2 separate regions of the Mus musculus genome follow, and region 2 is linked to region 1. Evidence: chromatin contacts called from public promoter capture Hi-C data. All regions are on one chromosome and are shown on one strand. Each heading gives the region's core, a stretch centred on a gene start, on an enhancer-like site or on the middle of the called end of the contact. The rest is flanking DNA. Distances are from core to core; before and after follow the strand shown.

Evidence for each region. Capture Hi-C pulls out chosen DNA fragments and counts their contacts.
Region 2: a promoter capture Hi-C map of adipose tissue shows a contact between it and region 1. The contact joins two enhancer-like sites. A contact is called at or near these places in 3 of 484 Hi-C or Micro-C datasets (CD4 T cells, bone marrow-derived macrophages and cortical glia), 6 of 115 datasets of contacts at active chromatin or transcription factors (bone marrow-derived macrophages, cardiomyocytes, embryonic stem cells and 3 more) and 3 of 9 other capture datasets (adipose tissue, liver and pancreatic islet).

Annotation. Positions count from the first base shown.
Region 1 is chr10:94,542,083-94,547,048 of GRCm38.p6, forward strand. The region is part of intron 1 of Tmcc3 (transmembrane and coiled coil domains 3); the gene reads left to right. Among named protein-coding and RNA genes, the nearest start is that of Gm40743, 30 kb to the left of the region's middle. Within about 2 kb of position 2,944, at least 300 of the 459 cell types and tissues checked have an H3K27ac peak or open chromatin away from gene starts, as enhancers often do. A contact at or near this core is called in adipose tissue, where this site is marked.
Region 2 is chr10:94,430,542-94,435,507 of GRCm38.p6, forward strand. It overlaps a transcript of Tmcc3 not described here. Among named protein-coding and RNA genes, the nearest start is that of Gm32827, 6.6 kb to the left of the region's middle. Within about 2 kb of position 2,585, at least 12 of the 459 cell types and tissues checked have an H3K27ac peak or open chromatin away from gene starts, as enhancers often do. A contact at or near this core is called in adipose tissue, where this site is marked.

The DNA.
Region 1 (4,966 bases), core at 1,694-4,193:
CTGAGTTTGTGAAACTTTGTTATAGTAGTTCCAGGAAGTGGGTATGGTCAACTATAGTGATTCCTTTGTTTAATTCAGTTTTTTAAAACCATTCTGTGTTCATGATTTGTGTGTGTGTTTGTGCTGTAGCGCACTTGTAGAGGGGGTCGGAGGACAGCTTTGTGGACGCAGTTCCTTTTTCATCTCTATGTGGACGATTCCAGGCGTGAGGCTAGGTAACATGGTAGAAAGATTGTGTTGCAAGCAACTTTACTTGCTGTTGTAGGGTTTCATTGCTGTGAGGAGACACCATGACCAAGGCATCTCTTTTTTTTTTGTTGTTGTTGTTTTTGTTTTTCGAGACAGGGTTTCTCTGTGTAGCCCTGGCTGTCCTGGAACTCACTCTGTAGACCAGGCAGGCCTCGAATTCAGAAATCTGCCTGCCTCTGCCTCCCAAGTGCTAGGATTAAAGGCGTACACCACCACTGCCCAGCCCCAAGGCATCTCTTATAAAGGCAACTATTTAACTGGGACTGGCTTACAGTTTTAGAGGTTCAGTTCTTTATCATCATGGCGGGAAAGCATGGCAGCATGCAGGCAGACATGGTATTGGAGGAGGTGAGAGTTCTACATCTTGATCTGAAGGCAGACAAGAAGAGACCCTAATTCCATCCTAGGCAGAATTTAAGCACAGGAGGCCTCAAAGCCCACCCCTACAGTAACACATTTCCTCTACAAGGCCACACCTACTCAAACAAGTCCACACCTACTCCAGCAAGGCCATACCTCCTACTAGTGCCATTCCCTGTGGGTCAGGCATTCAAGCACATGTGTCTATGGGAGCCTAACCTACTCAAACCCCCACGCTCCCTGAGCTGTCTCACTGACCCATTATTTTCCTTATTGACCAACATGAACTAAAGGCTTGCCAGGACCTGGCTCCACCTCAGGTAGAAATGTAAGCAGCATGGGCAGTTCTTGGTTAGCAGCTGGCCCTCTGTGGCCCCTCCATTGCAGTTTATTATTTACCATCTAAGCAAATGCAACATTTGAATCTGCTTGTAGCAAATTCATGGGACCCGAGGCTGACTCCAGTGTGCAATCATAGAAATAAATCACAGAAACAAAGCAAGCGGTTTGGGGCTGCTGAGATGGTTTGCTAGGTAAAGGTGCTTGCTGCCAAGCCTGATGACCTGAGTTCTAGTCCCAGAACCCAGAAGTGGAAGAAGAGAACTTGACTCTTGCAAATTGTCCTGGGACCTCCACATAGGTGCTGTGCAGAACATACCCACATGTGCACACATATATATGCACGCACACACACAAATCAACAAATGTAAAAACAAAAAACTTAAATAATCTTGGATCCTTGAGAGGGAGGAGGAGGAGGAGGAGGAGGAGGAGGAGGAGGAGGAAGAGGGATGGATGCAGCTTAGACTTTGGGTCTGCGTTCAAGTCCAGCTTTTATGGAGATTCCAAAAGGCAAGGCAGCCCACTTAGGGTTAGGTGGTCTTACAAGTTGGGTATTCGTGTGGGACAACTATGAGCAGAATTGCTAGGTGTCACAGGGATGCTATGTTAACCCTTTGAGGAATGTCAGGGTTTTCCAGTGGTTGGTCATGAGCATCCCTGCCAGTGTACGTAGGTTGTAGGTGTCCCATCTCCTCCCCACCGCTCCCTGTCTCTTTCTGTCTGCTGAGTAGTATCTCATGGCAATTTTGTGCTGAGAAAATTTTTCTTTCCATGAAAGTTGTCCCTATACACGCTACTAGGTAAAATATCCTTAACTTAATTAACAGTCCAGTACAGATGCACATCCTGTGTCATCCTAGGCAAACGGACAGGACATTCACTCATGGTTCTCCCATGGGGTAGCTGCTGCTTCGTGAGTATGATAGTAGAATATGAACATCTTACCACTGTAGCCAGCTGGAAGCCAAAATAGAATCCATGCCCTCTTCTGAGACAGGCTGCCCAAAGCTGTGAATTCCCTCATCAAGAACAAGTGGCTGAACAAATGCTTGGCACCCAGAGCCAGAATAAAAGCTAGGCAGAATGAATGAATAACTCTAGCTTTGGGAGTCAGGCACAGTTGTCGCGTGGCAGCTTGATCAAGCTACTCAAGGCTGTCGGAACCTTGGTGGTAGTAACTCCGTCAGTCACACGGTGAGATGCGAAGTGCCGGGCTCAGGACAGACACTCAGCTGACGTTAACTCCCTTTCCATATATAGCTTTGTTGTTAGCATCAGATATATTTTTTTTCCCAGATAATGGCAGAGCAGAGGATTCATTGTGTTGTTTAGATATCTTCTCTTTGCAGAGAAATAACGAGCTCTTGGCAAAAAAAAACCTTAGTGCTGGTAGAAATGGATACTGCAATTTGGTAGCTGCTGACTGACACGTGTTTGCCAAACAGCTATTCAGTCTTGAGCAAGCTCACCTAAAAGCGGGGAAAATGGGAGAATCCTGTAGTTTTATCCTCTTTGCCAGGTATTTATTTGGAAACAAATATCTTTGTAAAGTCCCAGCTTAATTTTTTTTTGTGTGAATAAAATGTTGACACGCTTTGGCTTAAGAGTTCAAACTATCCTATGTGAAACTTAAGTGTTAGTCGACACAAAGGTGTCAGACGCTTTCCAAAGGCTCATTGCTTTGATTTTTGATTTTTGGGTTTTTTTGGTTTTTGATTTTTAAGAAAATGTTGGTCTTTTTGTCACTGGAGTCTTTTGGGTTTTTTTTTTGTTTGTTTTTTGTTTTTTTTGTTTTTTTTTTCTTGCCCTGCAGGGAAGTCCTAGTAACAGGCTTCATGTCTGATTGGGTTCCATGGCAACAGAGGTTGTGACTTTATTAAAAGAGAGCCCGAGCATGCCAAGAAAGATAAAAATCAGAACATGGGAGATGTCCGAAGAGATGCATGTGTTCTGAGGGCCGTGTGCCCTGGAATGCAATCGGTTTCTCGTTCGCTGTCCTTGGTCTCCGTTAGCAATATGAGGCCCACAGCGTTGCCCCTGAGGTCACAGGGTTCAGGGCTCTCTCTTTGAAAACACATTTACATGTTTGCTTTTCATTCATTCACTGATCTTGCTTTTAATATCTTTTGATGTATTAGGAAAAATCCAAGCAGTTATGTGAAGAACCTAGGCAGGAAAGGATTCTGGTTTTTAAGGTAGGAGGAGAATATATGGCATCCCTTTTTGGAACTCATTACAGCTGTAAACTGTGCGATGGTGTGGGAGGGCCAATTAGAGGCAATTATAACCAGCTCGAGCTTTCCCTGAGTCAAAGCTTGCTCTGAGCTTTCCAAGCTGGGTCCTGGGAGGGTGGGGCGGAGCAGAGTGCTTCTCCTCCTTGTTTCTCAGTTAGAAAAGCTGATTCTGGTCTACAAGCGGAGCGTCTGTAGCAGGGCTTGCCATCCTTTCTCTCCCGACCACGACCACAAGAGGCTGGCAGTTGCCAGGACCAGAGCTGTTTGGCTCAAAGTGCTAACAGGAGCTGAGGAAACAACGGTGAGGTGGTTGAATCAGCCTGCGCTCCTGCCTTCTTGTTGCTTTCTTTCTCAAGGGTAATCAGTCAGGCCTTTCCCCTCATTCTGATACTGAAAGTGAAAGAAACCGAGGGGCCGGTCAAATCAGACAGGTCACCCTGTCTGTCATCCTCTAAGCCGGTGGGTGGCACGTTCTGACCTGCATCCGGAACTCAGACTTTGTTAGTCACGTACCCACAGCTGCCTCACGGTGAATCAGAAACTTCGCAGATACTTGGACTCTGATGATTAAACATAGCAGGCAGTATTGGTCTGTGAGCAAAGAATGAGCTCACCACGTTCTGGGCCCCCGAGCCATAGTTAATCAGACCTTGGGGAAATTATGTCACTCAGTCAGCCCTGGTTCCGTTCTTCACAATGAGCTCGACCTGAACAGATGCTTCTCAGACTTCCCTGTGTATAATATTACAGCCTGGGCTCCAGCCCAGGACACGGAACCTCCTAGAAATTCTGATTCACTGTCTCGGGTGGGGCAAGGAGGGTTAGAGGCCCCAGGTGATCTCATGAGTAGTTGTTCTGGAAATACCGCTTACCTGGCTCACTGATGGCAAACTAGTTGGAATCAAAACTGGAGGGAGAAGGGAAGCTGTCGGGTATAGATTCCCATTGATCAGGATTAGGCAATGGTGGCCAGGCTCAAAAACAGGGCCCCACTTTCCCAGCTCCCTTCTCGGCTCAAACATAGCTGTCTTCCCTGCCTGCCCCCCACATCTCTAAGGAACCAGAAGGGGCCGAAGTGATGAGAGGCCAGTTGGGTTTGTTCGTTCTCAGTGGCTCACATCCCGGGGCAGGGTAGCTCTGAACACTTACACATTCGTTCCTAGACTCTTGGCTCTCTGCAGTGTTGTCCCCTCAGATAGAAGTGTTCACTAAGGACTTAATTCCAGTGGGCAGGAGGCAGTGGCAGAGACATCGGAATTACCTAGGGAGGTTGTTTGAAAAGAGTGGATCTGAGCCCTAAAGATTCCCCGTCACGCAGAGCCCTGGTTATTCTTTTTAATATGAAGCATTTTTACAAGGAAAACCCATGTTCTTTTGAAGATTTAAAACTAAAGCTATAAGAAACCAGACCCCAACCAGCCCTCCTGAGTACAACTAACTTCAAGTTCAGGCGCACACGTGTAGCATAAAGGAGATGACCACATGGGGTCACTTAGATAATGGACGTGCACACAACCAGAGCCAGGGCCTTAGAGAGCAGCCGGCTGGATCGCTGGAGAACCTGAGTTTACTGGTTAAATCATTAACTGCTAAAGCAAACAGGGTTCAATGTGTGTCTCCTCTGTGCTCTCTGCTTGTGGCTAGGTTTTGCGTTCCCTGTGGAAGAAAGGTTAAATGACATCAGTAAGTGAGGTTCTCAGTGTATTATCTGAAGAAGCAATTGTGAAAAAGGCTCATCTTTTTCCTAGCAAGCTTAATGTAAAAAGTGTATGTTCGGGGGC
Region 2 (4,966 bases), core at 1,335-3,834, 110 kb before region 1:
CGGCAACTTCAAGGGGGCCGAGAAGAGTATATTGAACAAGGCATATTAGCATCCTGAATAAAATCGGGATGATGTTAATGAGAAAAGAAGGAATGAAGGTTAGTGAACCCCACCCTCAGGGGTCCTCCATATTCCCACCAGCCGGCTGAGTACTTGCCCTGTTTACTGCTGCGAAAATCCCCTTAGCACTGCTCTTTCCTCTTTCCGCTCTTGACATTCAAATGCACTCCACCACTCTTCTACAAACCACTTTCAGCTAAGTGCAGCTCTCACTGGATAACCTTGACTCTGAGCAGCGGGGGCAAGGGATTGGTGGGATTGTATTCTGAAAAAAAAAAAACGCAAAAAAAAAAAAACATAAAACAGTCTCTCCTATTAGTTTTTCCACTCTTGAGCAATTTAATCAGACACTTATAATGTGTATGCAGATTGGGCTAATCTTCTGCTAATCACAATCGTGAGCCTGGGTGGGCGTGTTCAATGTGTCAGTGACTGGCTATGTACATGGAGACCCTGTTCCTCTCTTTAATGGTTATATTGGCAATCCTTCTCGATAGTTCAGTTTTATGATACAAATTTACTGGGATTAAACTCAAGCAGCTCATGTAAAATTAATTTTCGTTCCACTTCGGTTCCGATCACTAATTGGTTGAAGCCCAGTGCACAGTTCTCTCTCTGCTACCCTCCTGGTCCTTGGTTAGTAACACTTGCTGTTTTGATTTTGCTCTCTACTGCAACTGTGTGTGCTCGAAGGATGTGAATCGTGTCTGCCTTGACTACTATCTGTTTACTAAGGGCCTGGCCCAAGTAAGCACCAGTTAATTTTTTTATTTGCCACATCAGCTTGTATTAATAATCCAAATGGTAACCAATAAGTAATGTAAAAATAAATGAGATTAATGTGTGTGTATGGATGTATGTGAGTGTATACATACGGGTGTGTGTGTGTGTGTGCATGCACGCCCACTGAGCAAGCTCATGTGTGTATACTGCAGAGCTACAGCAGCTAACAGGAATACCAGTTATCAAATAGAAATCTGGGTCCTTACTATAGAAGAGAAAAAACATATATTACATACATGTATCCAAATGACTCTTGTCACACTCCATTGTATGTCAGCTGCAGAGTGTCTCAGCAGACCACTGTCCGCATGTATAGCATGTTTTATGTAAAGAGAAAACTCCTACAAATTAGGCCTCCTGGTGTGTTTAAACATGTAGGCTCTGTGTGGCTATTCTGTAATCCCACCCGGACCACATTCACATTTTACAGACCAAGGAGGGACCTTGAAAGAGAGTGGTTGCAGTTCCTGGTCCCAACTCCCCAGGGGATTGTTGTAGCCATGATTTTGGTCTGAACCTGTCCCTCTCCTGCCTCTGGGTCCCTGGGAAGGAGTCTACACCTTAGTGTTCTATCTGCAAACTCTGAGGCTGTGCAGAAGCAATGCTGGAAAGGACCACAGAGACAGGCAGGTCTAGAGGAAGTGCCCGGGCCACCTTAGCAGATGTGTGTCCAGCTGTATCCACCCTCCCGGCTCTGTGTAGCCCGTGTATGTTTACATTTCACTTAGTCAGTAACCGGTTTTATGTTCTGTTGTCTCTTCTCCGTGTGCTCACTGGACACTCTATGGGACAACCGTGATGCATTGTGGGATTGTCTTGAGGATTGAGATTTCTCACGTTAAATATATTATACAGTATATGATATGTCAGGCCGAGGATGTACACTGTAGACCGAGGATGGTCTACTGGAAACGTGGAACCATGCCCGGAACAGCATGTTTGTGAGATGGCCATTGTTACAAACCTACAGTTCACTTTTCTGCAGTTCTAAAACCCAAAAGCTCTTGAAAACCCACGTTTCTTCTTCACTTTGGTAGGTTCCAACCTGCTCTGAGTTAAAGGACTTGCAGGGTCTGACCAGAGGGGGTGCATGATGGCTTCCAGGCCTTATTTAGACCTTGGTGAGAATAATCATACGCGCTGTTGTGGAAGAAATGTCAGTGTGGTAGGCCTCAGCAATATTATATATATTATTGCCTTTTTCAAATGACGAATTCTGAAGTCTGGTGTGTGTATCTCTCTCTCTCTCTCTCTCTCTCTCTCTCTCTCTCTCTCTCTCTCTCTCTCTCTCTCTCAGTGTGTGTGTGTGTGTGTGTGTGTGTATCCAGGACCCACCTCACTCACAGCACTGTCCCTGGCCTTGACGGCACTCTGAGCACTGAGGCGACTAACATTGCTCCCGTGTGGCAGACCTAGGTCTCCTGGGTCCGAGGGCTGCTCAGGAGAGCTGTTCACTTGCTGTGGCGTCAGAAAGGCAGAAAGAAGGATGCACATGAAAGAAGCTGATGGGGGGTGGGGGTGGGGGGGGGATCTGGACCACTTGGCCCAGCCCAATAGAAAAGGCTTTTGTGTCGATCATCCGGTTATTCTTTTCCAGGGTGGCTGGAAAAGAAATCAGACCTGGGAAAACAAACTAGAGCTCTGGTCAGCTGAACAACTGTTGCTGCCACGGGTCAGCAGCATAATCTGTGAGCCTCTGTGTACACGCATGCCTAGAAATAGAGCCAGTGTTGGATGACTCTGGGGGCGTGGGGGGAAATGGGATTGTTCTCTCCTTAGTTGAACTTCCAGGAATTCCTGTGTTGTCTAGAACTGCCCCCAAAGCAATCACATGTCTGTTTCAGAAGACTCAGGAAGGGTGGCAACCTGTTCTTTCCTCATCACCCCCACATGTGTGTTTGTATGTGCATATGTGTATGTATGTGTGCATGTATGTGTGTTTGTGTATGTGTATATATGTATGTACCTGTGTATGGATGTGTGTGCATGCATGTATGTTTGGGTGTGCATGTGTGTATGTGTGCATGTGTGCATATGTATGTACCTGTGTATGTATGTGTGTGGGTGGGCATGTATGTGTGTTTGTGTGTGCATGTGTGCTTATGTGTGTGCACATATGTGTATATGTGTGTGCATGTGTGTATGTATGTGTTTGCATGCATATGAGTGTGCATATGTGTGTTTGTGTGTGCATGTGTGTGTTTGTTTGTGTGTGTTTGTGTGTGTGTGTTTGTGTGTCTCTGTGTGTGTTCCCTTCCTTAGCTGTATTTTATGCTTTGCTTTTCATTTTCTTTTCCCATTTGATTTTCTCTGATGGCCAGATCTGGCAGCAGTTGCTAGATACTTACCTATCATTTTCCTGTTCTCAGCGGAGAGAGGGGGGGGGGGGAGAGAGTAAGAGAGGGAGGGAGGGAGGGAGAGAGAGAGAGAGAGAGGTGGAGAAAGAGAGAGAGAGAGAGAGAGAGAGAGAGAGAGAGAGAGAGAGAGAGAGAGAGAGAGGTGGAGAGAGAGAGAAATTTCAGGAAAGCCTGAGATTTGTGTTTTACATTTTGTGTAGGATGTTCTTAGTGCTTCGGAGACAGGGATTCAGCCCTTGGGAATCCTTTACTCTTGGTTCGTAATTCTGTCACATTTAGAGCTCTCCTCTCTGCTGCTGGGTAGGTGGAAAGATAAAGGCTGCATGACAGCTCGGAATCCCCACAGGGACCCCCAGTGAGATGCAGTTTACCAAAGCTTAGCGATAAGAAGCAGATTAGTCCTTCGAGATAAGAAGGGATCAGAACTTTCCAGAACTGCAGAAAAGGCTTCCATGTGAGCAAGAGCCTTCACCACGACTGTGCCCCTGCAAATGAGGTGGTTGGTGAGGTTAACCGGGACTTCTTCTCAGGTGGGTTGCCTAGAGATCTCCAGGCTGGCTCTTTTCTGGGCGAAGTCATTGCAGGCAAGTAAGCAAAGGCATGAAAGGTACAAACAGAGCACGTGATTCATCTCTCAGAGGAGACACACCTAAACAGACAACACACACACACACACACACACACACACACACACACACACACACACACACTATTGTAATCCTCTCAAATATTTCCCTTCTTTTTCTGGGACAACCTAAATTATAATTTTAAAACTTGTCTTTTTTTGTGTGTATATTGAGGGAAAAAAACCCTGTTCAATGAATCCTCCACAGAGGGAAGACTACACGAGTCATCTGACTGTGAGCATGCTGGGGAATCTGGAAGAAGGAAAAACGAAAGCTACTTGGGTGTTCCCGACCCATTTTTAGAGTCTCTTCAAAGCTTACCCATGCACCTGTACTTTAGGGTCCTTGCCCTTGCAGTAAGAATTCAGAAGACACATTTCTTGGAATGTATGGTTCTGGGGACAGGCTCCAAAGCATGCGTGAGGGGCTTATATACACAGCAATGACAGGAACAAAACTTCTGCGAGACACGGACAGCTGCAGCTGCCTAGTAGTTCAATACTCTTTAAAGTGATGTCTGAAGACTTATTAAAGAATAGCTGGCAGGTGGAGAACAAGGCCCTTGGGTTTTCTATGGTGACCTCAAGAGACTCAACCTTGACCTCTGTCTGTCAGTCTCAACAAGCCCTGCAGATACACGGCCCTAGTGTTCTCCCTACTTCTGTAGTCCTGAAGGCTTTTAATTAGAGAAGAAATCAGCCTGTGGAAAAGCAATTTCCATTAAAGGGGGTTGAGGAGGCTGGGCAGTGCTCACAGAACAGGCCTTAGAATTGGGTTAATTAACAAAAAATTGACTTTTCAAGGTTGTCTCCAGATGGCATTGTTACTAAAACATAGTATCAATGTTACCAATGGACACCAAGAGCATTGCACTTTACTGACCAAGAGAACACATACTTCATCTTCTAAAACGAGACCCAACTGTCATAGGGCTACCTTTGCCTCCACCTGGAAAACCAAAAGAGTACGGTGTGGTAGTGCCACCTGGTCCTACCCCAGGGAGTGCCACTAACTGTCCTGAATGCCTGATGTGCCCCTTGGAGACTTGAATTGGCCACTGAACACAATATTCATCTGGAGCTCTGACTGCCTCCTTGAATTTCCCAGGTGGGTCGCTGGTCTGCTCCTGGCCCTGGCCCT